Linked DNA regions of Oryctolagus cuniculus: region 2 is linked to region 1. The links are chromatin contacts, called in public Hi-C maps. All regions are on one chromosome and are shown on one strand. The core of a region is the stretch at or near the end of the contact, and the rest is flanking DNA. Distances in the headings are between cores, read along the strand shown. Region 1 holds the start of CFAP90 (cilia and flagella associated protein 90). Region 2 has its middle 45 kb from the start of TENT4A.

The links. Hi-C and Micro-C count contacts between places; a contact is called where the count stands out from the background.
Region 2: a Hi-C map of an unstated tissue shows a contact between it and region 1, with 2.4 times the contacts expected there. The contact joins the enhancer-like site here to the promoter of CFAP90 in region 1. A contact is called at or near these places in 2 of 6 Hi-C or Micro-C datasets (ear pinna and an unstated tissue).

The regions. Positions count from the first base shown.
Region 1 is chr14:92,613,818-92,619,923 of mOryCun1.1, forward strand. It overlaps CFAP90 (cilia and flagella associated protein 90), which reads left to right and starts at 2,998. Exons shown (of 3, transcript XM_008248839.4): 1 at 2,998-3,235. The coding sequence starts at 3,077.
Region 2 is chr14:93,537,449-93,543,554 of mOryCun1.1, forward strand. No RefSeq gene overlaps it. Among named protein-coding and RNA genes, the nearest start is that of TENT4A, 45 kb to the right of the region's middle. Within about 2 kb of position 2,908, at least 1 of the 8 cell types and tissues checked has an H3K27ac peak or open chromatin away from gene starts, as enhancers often do.

The sequences.
Region 1 (6,106 bases), core at 1,748-4,247:
AGGCTCCATGGGTCCTGGGGTCAGGTATCTGCCTTAGGCACTATGGGTCCTGGGATCAGGTATCTGCCTTAGGCTCCATGGGTCCTGGGGTCAGGTATCTGCCTTAGGCTCCATGGGTCCTGGGATCAGGTATCTGCCTTAGGCTCCATGGGTCCTGGGGTCAGGTATCTGCCTTAGGCTCCATGGGTCCTGGGGTCAGGTATCTGCCTTAGGCTCCATGGGTCCTGGGGTCAGGTATCTGCCTTAGGCTCCATGGGTCCTGGGATCAGGTATCTGCCGTAGGCTCCATGGGTCCTGGGATCAGGTATCTGCCTTAGGCTCCATGGGTCCTGGGGTCAGGTATCTGCCTTAGGCTCCATGGGTCCTGGGGTCAGGTATCTGCCGTAGGCTCCATGGGTCCTGGGGTCAGGTATCTGCCTTAGGCTCCATGGTTCCTGGGGTCAGGTATCTGCCTTAGGCTCCATGGGTCTTGGGGTCAGGTATCTGCCTTAGGCTCCATGGTTCCTGGGATCAGGTATCTGCCTTAGGCTCCATGGTCCTGGGGTCAGGTATCTGCCTTAGGCTCCATGGGTCCTGGGGTCAGGTATCTGCCGTAGGCTCCATGGTCCTGGGATCAGGTATCTGCCTTAGGCTCCATGGTTCCTGGGATCAGGTATCTGCCTTAGGCACCATGGTCCTGGGGTCAGGTATCTGCCTTAGGCTCCATGGGTCCTGGGGTCAGGTATCTGCCGTAGGCTCCATGGTCCTGGGATCAGGTATCTGCCTTAGGCACCATGGTCCTGGGGTCAGGTATCTGCCTTAGGCTCCATGGGTCCTGGGGTCAGGTATCTGCCTTAGGCTCCATGGGTCCTGGGATCAGGTATCTGCCTTAGGCTCCATGGGTCCTGGGGTCAGGTATCTGCCTTAGGCTCCATGGTCCTGGGATCAGGTATCTGCCTTAGGCTCCATGGGTCCTGGGGTCAGGTATCTGCCTTAGGCTCCATGGGTCCTGGGGTCAGGTATCTGCCTTAGGCTCCATGGGTCCTGGGGTCAGGTATCTGCCTTAGGCTCCATGGGTCCTGGGGTCAGGTATCTGCCTTAGGCTCCATGGGTCCTGGGATCAGGTATCTGCCGTAGGCTCCATGGGTCCTGGGATCAGGTATCTGCCGTAGGCTCCATGGGTCCTGGGGTCAGGTATCTGCCTTAGGCTCCATGGGTCCTGGGGTCAGGTATCTGCCGTAGGCTCCATGGGTCCTGGGGTCAGGTATCTGCCTTAGGCTCCATGGGTCCTGGGGTCAGGTATCTGCCGTAGGCTCCATGGTCCTGGGATCAGGTATCTGCCTTAGGCTCCATGGGTCCTGGGGTCAGGTATCTGCCTTAGGCTCCATTGGTCCTGGGGTCAGGTATCTGCCTTAGGCTCCATGGTTCCTGGGGTCAGGTATCTGCCTTAGGCTCCATGGGTCCTGGGGTCAGGTATCTGCCTTAGGCTCCATGGGTCCTGGGGTCAGGTATCTGCCTAGGGCTCCATGGGTCCTGGGGTCAGGTATCTGCCTTAGGCTCCATGGTTTCTGGGGTCAGGTATCTGCCTTAGGCTCCATGGTCCTGGGGTCAGGTATCTGCCTTAGGCTCCATGGTTCCTGGGGTCAGGTATCTGCCTTAGGCTCCATGGTCCTGGGGTCAGGTATCTGCCTTAGGCTCCATGGGTCCTGGGGTCAGGTATCTGCCTTAGGCTCCATGGGTCCTGGGGTCAGGTATCTGCCTTAGGCTCCATGGGTCCTGGGGTCAGGTATCTGCCTTAGGCTCCATGGGTCCTGGGGTCAGGTATCTGCCTTAGGCACCACGGTTCCTGGGGTCAGGTATCTGCCTTAGGCTCCATGGGTCCTGGGGTCAGGTATCTGCCTTAGGCTCCATGGGTCCTGGGGTCAGGTATCTGCCTTAGGCTCCATGGGTCCTGGGGTCAGGTATCTGCCGTAGGCTCCATGGGTCCTGGGGTCAGGTATCTGCCTTAGGCACCACGGTTCCTGGGGTCAGGTATCTGCCGTAGGCTCCATGGGTCCTGGGGTCAGGTATCTGCCTTAGGCTCCATGGGTCCTGGGGTCAGGTATCTGCCTTAGGCTCCATGGGTCCTGGGGTCAGGTATCTGCCTAGGGCTCCATGGGTCCTGGGGTCAGGTATCTGCCTTAGGCTCCATGGGTCCTGGGGTCAGGTATCTGCCTTAGGCTCCATGGGTCCTGGGGTCAGGTATCTGCCTTAGGCTCCATGGGTCCTGGGGTCAGGTATCTGCCTTAGGCACCATGGTTCCTGCTGGGGCTGGGCGGTGCCTGCTGCTTGCCAGACTTGTTAGCATTTGGGGATTTTAGTTTCAGGCATCACATAAAACCACATTCATTTTTATTTCAAAATCAGCAGGACAAGCCGAAATGAAATTTCCATTTCTAAATCTCAGTTCTTGAGTTTGATGCTTCAAGTAGGGGACCTTGGGGTCTTCATCGATAGAGGGAGTCACCCTACAGAGAAAACCTGAGGATGAGCCACTGGGGATCCTCGGGTGTTCTGGTTTGAAAGGCATCGCGGCAGGGGAAGAAACTCCTACCACCAGCCCCCATCACGGGGTCCTGCCCCTTCCCGCCCCAGGTGCGCCTTGGTGTGCTTGTCCGCGGGGTCCCCCTCCCACTGCCCCTCGTCCTAGAGGGCGCTCCCTGACCCTCTCGGTCTTCGCTAGCCTTTTCCTTTGAACACACGCAGCTCCTAAGTTCACAACTCTGCCCCGCAAGCGGCTCTCCGAGCCCGTACGGCCAGGAGTGCACGGGGCCAAAGCGGGTTAACACCTGCGCTGGCCCGGGCGCCCCTGGATAAGCCACAGGTGGCCCCCGGGCGCAGAAGACGGCCGGGCCTCCTCCCTCGGGAGCTGAGGGCTGGCGGGACGCCAGGCGTGGCCGCAGGTGCCCCGGGAGTCATCCCTGCCCCCGCCGCCTCGGCCCAGCCGCGGGTCGCCAGGCCACAGTGTCCAGGCAACGGCCGAACGCGGGCGCAGTGCCAAACGCAGGCGCCGGGCCAGAGAGCGGACGCGGCCTGGGTCCCTGGGCGGGCGGAGGCGATGGACCAGGACGGCCTGGAGGAGGAAGAGGAGATCACGGCCGCCACACTGCGGGCCAGGCCGCGGCCGCTGCCCATCTCGGCGCTGTCGGCCTTCAGCTACGTCCCGCCGCGGCGCCTGGACCCCAAGGAGTACAGCTACTACTACCGCCAGGGCCAGGTGTGCGGGGGGCGGGGGGGAGCCGGGTCGCGGGGACAGAGAGGGGCGCGTCCGGGGAGAGGGGTCGGGCCTGGCTGGGTCACGGAGGGTGCCCTTCGGGGAAGGGAGGGAGCTGCTCGCTGGGCGTCTGAGTTCCTGAAGAGCCAGGGACTCCTACCAGGACAGCGGGGTGCCCTGTGTCCAGGACCTGGAGAAGGGTCCGGGACACCGGGGTTGCCCGGTAGGTGGGAGCACATCTCCCTCCGGAGTGGGGGGCGGCAGGCAGGTCCAGGGCGGCCGTGGGGGTGGGGGCACAGGGCATGAGGGCCTCTGTCTGCCTGAAAAGGGGAGAAAAAGGCAGATCTGACCAGGCCCCTGCCGGGAGCCATTGCAGGGGTGGGAGGTAGTGGGCCCCGGAGTCTGGCAGGGCCCAGGGTCGCATGCACCTCCCACCCGCTGCCCAAGACATAGGCTACACGAGGGCTTGCAGCGGGTCACCTGTTCCTTTCTCCCTGCTGCTGTCTCTAAATGTCTACCGCGTGTTCTGCTCAGGAGGTGGGTGCAGGGGTCTCATTACTGAAAGGGAGGCCTGGGCCCTTCAGTCTGCACAGTGGCGCCAGAGCTGGCCTTTCTCAACCCAGCTAAAAGTGGCCCAGAGTAGGGGCATGGGGTAGCCAGGTACCCGGGAGCAAGGTGTGTAGAGTGAGCCCCCCAAATGCCTCTTTGCTTTCCTCCCCCCACCCCCCAGGCCTGGAGCCCCCGTCAGATCGGAGCACATGGCTGTGCTAGTGAGGCTTCAAGTGGAAGGGCACGGCCCAGAGTTAGCCTGGTGTGACGCTAGCGTCGGCGACTGCTGTAGATGCGCGTGCTAGAGTCCCAACCTTCTTACCTGAGAACGTGAGCCTGCTTGGAGATAGAATTACCCAGAAATGATCAGAGGGAGGCTGCTGGGGTAGGCCATAACCCAGCATCCCCCAGTCATTATGAGAAGGGGACATCTGCCACTGAGCAGGTGCCTCCAGGGGCAGCCTGGACAGGTCCTCCCTGGGCCCTCAGAGGGAGCCAGCCCTGCACACACCTGGCTCCTCTACCTGAAGCTGCCGTTCGTGCTGTTTATGCCCTGACGCGGGGTGCTTGGTGAGGGCAGCTCCGGTCCCCGGGTGCATCCCACGCAACCCCAGGTGTCCCCAGCAGTGTCCCTGACATTGGAGGATGCCTCTGGGTGGGAGAGTGGAAAGGGACACTCATCCAGCCACTGCAGCCCCAGGCTTGGATTCTGCTGATGTTCACGCTTGGGGGACCTGGAGCAGTGGGTCCCAAGCTCATCGCTGCCCTGCCGTGGGCCTCTTTATTCCCCAGGGGCAACAGGTTTTGAAAGAACTGTAGGGCCGGCGCCACGGCTCACTAGGCTAATCCTCCACCTTGCGGCGCCGACACACCGGGTTCTAGTCCCGGTCGGGGCGCCGGATTCTGTCCCGGTTGCCCCTCTTCCAGGCCAGCTCTCTGCTGTGGCCAGGGAGTGCAGTGGAGGATGGCCCAAGTGCTTGGGCCCTGTACCCCATGGGAGACCAGGAGAAGCACCTGGCTCCTGCCATCGGATCAACGCAGTGCGCCGGCCAAGGCGGCCATTGGAGGGTGAACCAATGGCAAAGGAAGACCTTTCTCTCCGTCTCTCTCACTGTCCACTCTGCCTGTCAAAAAATAAATAAAATAAAAATTAAAAAAACTAAACAGTCTATCTGATTTTGCATGTTAAGTGTACAATGTTTATAGGACTGCCAACTAATCTTCAATTACTATGGAGTATTCACAGAATGAGAAAAATTGTCAAAGTTAGGAGTCTTGCTGTTTTAAGTTGGACAGTGGTCATTTACTGGGAATAGAAAATCCTTGGCTTTTTAGCCACAATAAAACACTCAGAATACACCATTTTGAGGGGTTCCAGTAAATACCGCCTTGGTGCTATAAAGAAATAGGACAAAAGACGAAGCAGGTGGAGGTCAGGATCTGCACTGGTCAGCGATAAAGGCCAGGCTGTGGGACCCTGCTGAGAGCTCTGGGCACCCAAGCTTGTGGATAGTGCAGTCCAGACCTGGGCACAAGCAGGCAGAGCCGCCCACCCAGCCGCAGCAGCAGGGGCCGCAGGGAAAAGCATAGGGTAATCATCTGCTCCTGTGGGCAGGGCCGAGGGAAAGGGGGCGGAGTTGAGCCTGGCAGCTCCGGTTTAATCTTTTTGAATTTGCCAGTCTGGAGTCAAATCCACCAAGACAGGCCTGGAGTGAGCAAGGCCTCCGTCACCTGGAAGGAGGGTGAGGATGGGCCAGAGGTGTGCCTGTCAGCCGAGGAAGGCGCCTGGGCCACAGGTGGGTGGTCCACCCACCACCTGTTTTAACCAAGTCTAATTAGAATATAGCCTCATACTATTCTCCTAGTACTGTCTATGGCTATGGCACAGAACTGAATAATTTCCGTAGAGACCACTGTGCCTGACCTTTACCTGCTCCAAGGCCTCTGGGAGGTGGGGGTGATGCTCAGAACAAATGCAGCAAAGTGGGCTTGGGGTAATGTTGATAGGACAAGTCAAGTCCTGGGCCTTTGATGTCACACAGAAGAAAATGCAACAGAAATGCTAACTTCTAAGAGGGCCTTCAAAGAACAAGGGAAGGTGTGCTGAGCCCATGTACCAAGGTAGCTTGGGGTCACCTGGGCCGAAGTTTATCGGCTGCAGGTCCCAAGAAGTGGATTTGCTGGCCTGGAGATCATGTGGAACAGAGGGTGAATTCTGTAGCAGATCTGTTGGAAGACCCAGCTGTACCTAACTCCATGCCCCTAATTGCAGGCAGGGGTCAGGCTGAGTAGAAACTACAGAATGTTTTGCTCCTGAAATGCACA
Region 2 (6,106 bases), core at 1,658-4,157, 920 kb after region 1:
AAAGGTCTTCCTTCTGTTGGTTCACCCCCCAAATGGCCACCACAGCCGGCGCACTGCGCTGATCTGAATCCAGGAGCCAGGTGCTTCCTCCTGGTCTCCCATGGGGTGCAGGGCCCAAGCACTTGGGCCATCCTCCACTGCACTCCCAGGCCACAGCAGAGAGCTGGACTGGAAGAGGGGCAACCGGGACAGAATCCAGCGCCCCGACCTGGACTAGAACCCGGAGCCCATATGGGATGTGGGTGCCGCAGGTGGAGGATTAACCAAATGAGCCACGGCCCCGGCCCCTGATATGGCTTTTTTAAAAATGTGGCAAACATGCCCAGTGGAATACCATGCAGCCATACAAAGGGTGAACTCCTGGCACTGGCAACAAGAGGGAGGAACCTGGGGACATTATGCTAAGTGAAGTCAGCCAGGCACCTGATTTCACTCATACGAGGAATCTAAGAGAGACAAACTCACGGAAGCAGAGCCTAGAATTGGGGAAGTATTGGAGAAGCCCCTCGGGAGCAGCCTGGGCTTGGAGCCAGGTCCCTGAGCAGGCCCTGGCCCTGCCGCTGCCTGTGGGACACACCCCCACCTTGTCCCCTCACCCACAGCAGTACCAGTACCCTCTCCTGGGCAGCCATGGGAACCCCACCCATCAGCACGTGCAGCGGCTCAGGCTGTGCTTTTGGTCCAATCCACTCCCCTAGGCCCCAGGCCAGGAGCCTCTGCTCTCAGCAGCCAGAGGAGCCAAACTCTAAGCTCTCGGGCTCCCAGCCTGATCCCCTTAAGCCACGAGTCATGAGCCCTCGCTTCTTCATTCGTGTCCAAGAGGAAAAGGATCAGTCAGGATGAAAAGGGGAAGTGGAAAGGATTAAGAGCGTCCCAGGGGCCGGGGCTGTGGCACAGCAGGGAAAGCCACCACCGCCTGCAGTGCCGGCATCCCATATGGGTGCCAGTTCGCATCCTGGCTGCTCCACCTCCAATCCAGCTCTCTGCTGTGGCCTGGGAATGCAGTAGAAGATGGCCCAAGTGCTTGGGCCCCTGCACCCACATGGGAGACCCAGAAGCTCCTGGCTCCTGGCTTCGAATTGGCGCAGCTCCAGCCATTGCGGCCATTCAGGAAATGAACCAAAAGACATAAGATTCTCTCTCTCTCTCGCTCGCTCTCTCTCTCTCTGCCTCTGCCTCTCTGTACTCTGCCTTTCAAATAGATAAATCTTAAAAAAAAAAAAATGTCCCAGTCATTTGCCAGGTCAGGTGGCTCTCAGCCGGCTCCAGGCGGACACCGGGCCCCATCGTCAGCCCTGAAGGAGGGCTGAGCAGGTTCTAGCCACATACCGTGCTGTGTGGGTGCTCACACACATGCATGCACACACATGGGGCACACATGCACGTGCGCACATGTGGTCATGTGCACACCCCACCAGGAACACCACTGGGTCCCGTGCCTTTCCCAGACTGAGTCGCTGCATGCCATCCAGGAAGGAGCCAGCAAATGTGCGTTTCTCCCAAAAGTGGTTCATCCTGCCTGGGGGGCCCGGGGGCAGCAGAGCGTCACAGAGTGGGAGGCCAGCGGGAAGAAGGACCCCCAGGCAGGGACACAGCCCAGGCCTGTGACGAATGCAGACAGAGGGCCCAGCTGCCTCCCTCAAACCCCATTACCTCTAGGACAGGAAGTCCAAGCAGCACAGAGCACACCAAAAAATGTAGAGAGGAAAAATGAGTTTTCTCCATTAAAGCAGAAATATTTATTTGCCACTACCTTCAGTTTTATGTAACTATTTATAGGTTATTCACCAAAACTGCTGTTCTCTTAACGTGGCCATAAGCCTAGCAACCAGAATGAGGCCACTCCCACTCGCAGCCGGCTGATGGACACCCACTCCCTAGGGCCAGTCAGTGGCCCAGCTCCCCGGGCTCGCCCCACCCATGAGCACCTGAGGTGCAGGTGCGCCCTGTTTCCCCCTCTGCTCCTGTGGAACCCGGTGGCAAGTGTTTGGGGACAGGGCCCTGACGTCCGCGGTGGCTACTCCACAGCTTCCCCGTACCCAGCCTCCAGGTCCTGCCACTGCCGCAGCCAGCCTCCTCGGTGAGTGCCAGCCGGGTGTGCCACGAGGCTCGTCCCGCCAGGAAGGGCAGAGGGAGAAGCTGGGCTTGCAGAGGTGGGCTGTGGTTTGCAGACAGAGCTTTGCCCAGGGCTTGCACTGGGGCCCCCACACCCGCAGGCGGCAGGTGCAGCATCCTTGCCCAGGTGAAGAGCCGGCTGCAGGATGCTGCCCGCCCAGGGGCTCACATGGTGACCAGGGAGGGAGATGGACATGGACCCAGGCCCTCGGCCCCCTGTTCCTGTCCTGCCCCTGAGGCCCTGCATCTGGGAGAGCAGGCAGATTCCGCAGCAGAGAACAGCAGGGGGACAAGGAGACGGGGCGGAGGAGTGCGTGGGGGTGTGTGCGCTCCTCAATTCCAGGTGCCCCTCCCAGCACATCAGCGCCCCCCACCCCGTGACAAAGTGGCCCCTCATCCCCTGCTCAGGCACAGGTTCTGCAGGGGTGAGGGGTTCTGATCGCTCACTCCCCCGGTGGAGACAGCAGGCACCTTTGGGGTGGCAGAAGACTCCCCCACACCCCCCATTCCCCCCTTCTCAGCCCAGACCCCCCACACCCCCCATCCCCCCTTCTCAGCCCAGACCCCCCAGGGGCTGTGCCCATAGCCGCATCCTACTGGTCCGTGTGATCTCACAGATCTCTCTTTATCAGAGAAACAAATCGCAGCCTCATTTGCCTGGCGTTTTTTAAACCTGAGTTCCGGATTTCCTCTTAAATACTAACTAAACGCACAACCTGTTTCAGGGCCCCGCCTACCGAGAGGGGAAGCCTGGACCAGCCCAGGTCTGGGGAATGGTCTGGCTGAGGCAAGACTGCCCCCTCTCTTCAGCGGGGCGCACTGCAGGGAACTCCTGGAAGGGGTCCCCCGCCAGAGGAGGGGGAAGGGCCGGGATGTGCACTCTGCCCCTGGGACCACCTGGGACCTGGCCAGGAGGCGTCCTGGGGTCCAGGGAGTGGGGGCAAGCCCAGAGCAGACGGGAGGAAAAGGTGCGGATGATTCTAGGTAATGAAGGAGTCGCAGGCGGCAGATTCCAGGAGGCTCAGAGGTGGCAGCACAGTCGCCCGGCTGACAGGTGGAACTTGAGGTCCCTGCTGAAGAGGGGCACATGCTGGGAGCAGCAGGGGTGTGGGACGATGGGGAAGCAGGTGATTTGGGTTAGGGGTTGCGGGGTTTGAGGCCTGCGAGACACCCACATGGAGACACACACAGGACACAGCCCCTTGCAGCTGCAGGCCCTGGGTCAGGCGCGGGGAACTCCCCACACTGTCTCCCTGGCTGGCACGCACGGGTGCACCTGCTCAGGGCTGCTGTGGCCTAAGAAGCCGAGTTTCGGTTTCTCACCTTTGGGGCTAAGCTGTCCTCACTGACCCCACAGCCTCTTCCCAGCTTGAAAGCTACCTGGCAGTTCTGTGGGAGGGGGCACGGACGTGGAGGAGACTCGGAACTGGCCTCACCACCTGCACCCCCAACCAGGAAAACGCCCTGGGAACACGTCGAGACATAGGCAGAAGGGTGCGGGTGGCCCACGCACTCTGGCCCACCCAGGGCTATGCCCCGCCCAGCTCCCCATTTCAGAGACCCGCCCAGGCCAGCGCCGCCCCCTCGCTCGCACAAGCTCACCCCACTGCGGGCAGCGGCCAGCCCCCTGGTGGCTGACCCCCCACTCCGGCTCCTGAGAGCCTGTTAAGGTCTGGAGTCCTCCTCCCACCAGAACGTCTGAGGCTCTGACGTCAGGACTTCCCCAGGACCAGGCTGTGGCACTGACAACAAATGAACGAACTCTGAGCTGTTCTTAAAGTGAGGTGTCGGGGACGTATGTATGTGTATATGCGTACATGCGTATATTGTATATGTGTGCGGTGCACGTGTGGTATATGTGTATGTACATGTGTGCATGTGTATGTGCCTGTGTGTGTACATGTGGTGTATGCATATGTGTATATGTGCATGTGTATAGTATGTGTGTGCTGTGTGCATGTGTGTAGTATGTGTATTGTGGTATGTGCATATATGTAAATGTGTATATGTAAATGTGTGTGGTATGTGGTGTGTCTGTATTAATGTGTAATGTGTGTGGTGTATACATTGTGTGACATGTATGTATGTGTGCAGCATGTGTATGCGTACATGTATATTGTATATGTATATGTATGTGTGGTACACGTGTGGTATATGTGTATATATGTATTGTGGCATGTATATGTACATGTGTGCATGAATGTGTATATGTGTGCCTGTGTGTACATGTGGTGTATGCATGTGTATATGTGCATGTGTATAGTGTGTGTGGTGTGTATGTGTATTGTGGTATGTGCATATATGTATATGTGCATATATGTAAACGTGTGTGTGGTATGTGGTGTGTCTGTATTAATGTGTAATGTGTGTGGTATGTGCATTGTATGGCATGTGTGTGCAGCGTATGTGTACATGTATATTGCATACATGTGGTGTGTGTATGCACGAGGTGTGTGTATGCATGCGTGTATGGTGTGTATATATGCACATGTATATGTGTGTGGTATGTGTATAGGATGTGTACACATGCATATGTATGTGGTACATGTGAATGTGTGTATACATGTGTGAATGTGCATGTGTGTTTACTGGTCACTACATTTCCTCTACTCTTCCAAGTCACCTGAGGATTGGCAGAATCTCACAGGTGTGAGGGTAAACTGTGCAGGTCGGACTGTCCCAGGAAGGTGGGATTAACACAAGCCTGCATCTGCCCACAGCAGGGGCATCCGTGTGCCCCACCTGCCCTTGGGTCCCGGTGCCTGGCTGCTGACCACGGGTCACTTGGGTTCACAAGAGCTGGCACCGGAAAGCTGTGGCCACTGCATGGGGAGTCCAGGAACCCCGACCATGAACAGCTCACTGGGGTTGCAGGGCTCCGAGCCAAGGTGGGGATCCTGCCAGGCAGCAAACTCACAGCCGAGCCACACGGTGAGGTCACAGTCACAGTGGACAGGAACCAGACACCCCCGTGTGCTGATGTCCCTCTCAAGCCCAGGGAGGACACGCAGCCCTGTCACCGGACGGGGCAGGCCTCCTTTCCTCCTGGGAGTCTCCTGCTTTCCATGGCTGGGGCCAGGACACATTCCTTCCCCGGGGACCCCGGGAGTGCAGGGCCCGTCTCACTGCTCCCCTCGGGCTCCAGGTCCACCTCTAACCTGGCTCCCTCTAGATGCCGGAGTCACTTCCTGTCAGGCTCCTTGGTCCCCTGCAGGCATGGGCTCCGGGGAGGCCGCACTGCCAATCACAGGGAAACCCAGAGGCCAAGGGCAATGCCCTCCTGCCTACCCCGTCCACCTGGCGCTCTCGCCAGGACCCTAAGTCAGCCATGTCTCAGCCCCTCCAGCATAGACCTGCCCCTCCACACCCCATGGGCCCACTCTACATCCAGTCTGCTCGAGTCTCCACAGCGTGGCTGGATGGTGCCCGCCAGCCCTGGGTTTCAGCCTGATCTGGGGGCACCAGGCTGCGGTCATCCCTCTCCCCAAGCACCTGCTTCCCTAGAGTGGACGTCAAGGTCAGGGCTGTCGCGTCCACCAGAACCACCTCGGGGAGGAGGGACGCTTGCCCACGATGCCTGGCTTTGCACAGTGCAAGGCCCTGTGGCTGACGGCTCTAGAGCACCCAGGGGGCCTTGCAGCCTGCTCAGAGTTGTCACTCACCGACCTAGAAAAATTCTTACACACGTTTCCTTTCACATTCCAAATCCGTCACGTCTGAAGCTACGTTCTGATCGTGTGGTCTGCAATGCCGTCTTTCGTGGCGTGACCACCCAGGAGAGGTGGAAGCAGCAAACATTTCCTGGGGAAGCCTGCACACAAAGCATCACACCCAGCCTCTCAGAGAGCGTGTGCAAACAGCATTGGGCACATACTCTGGATCCCTGTCACCTTCACGGTGAGAACAGGACCTGTCTCGGTTCCTTTTCTCTTGCTCAGGCCTTGGACAAAGGCCAGGACCCCAACCCGATTTAAAGAAGCAGCCACCAAAT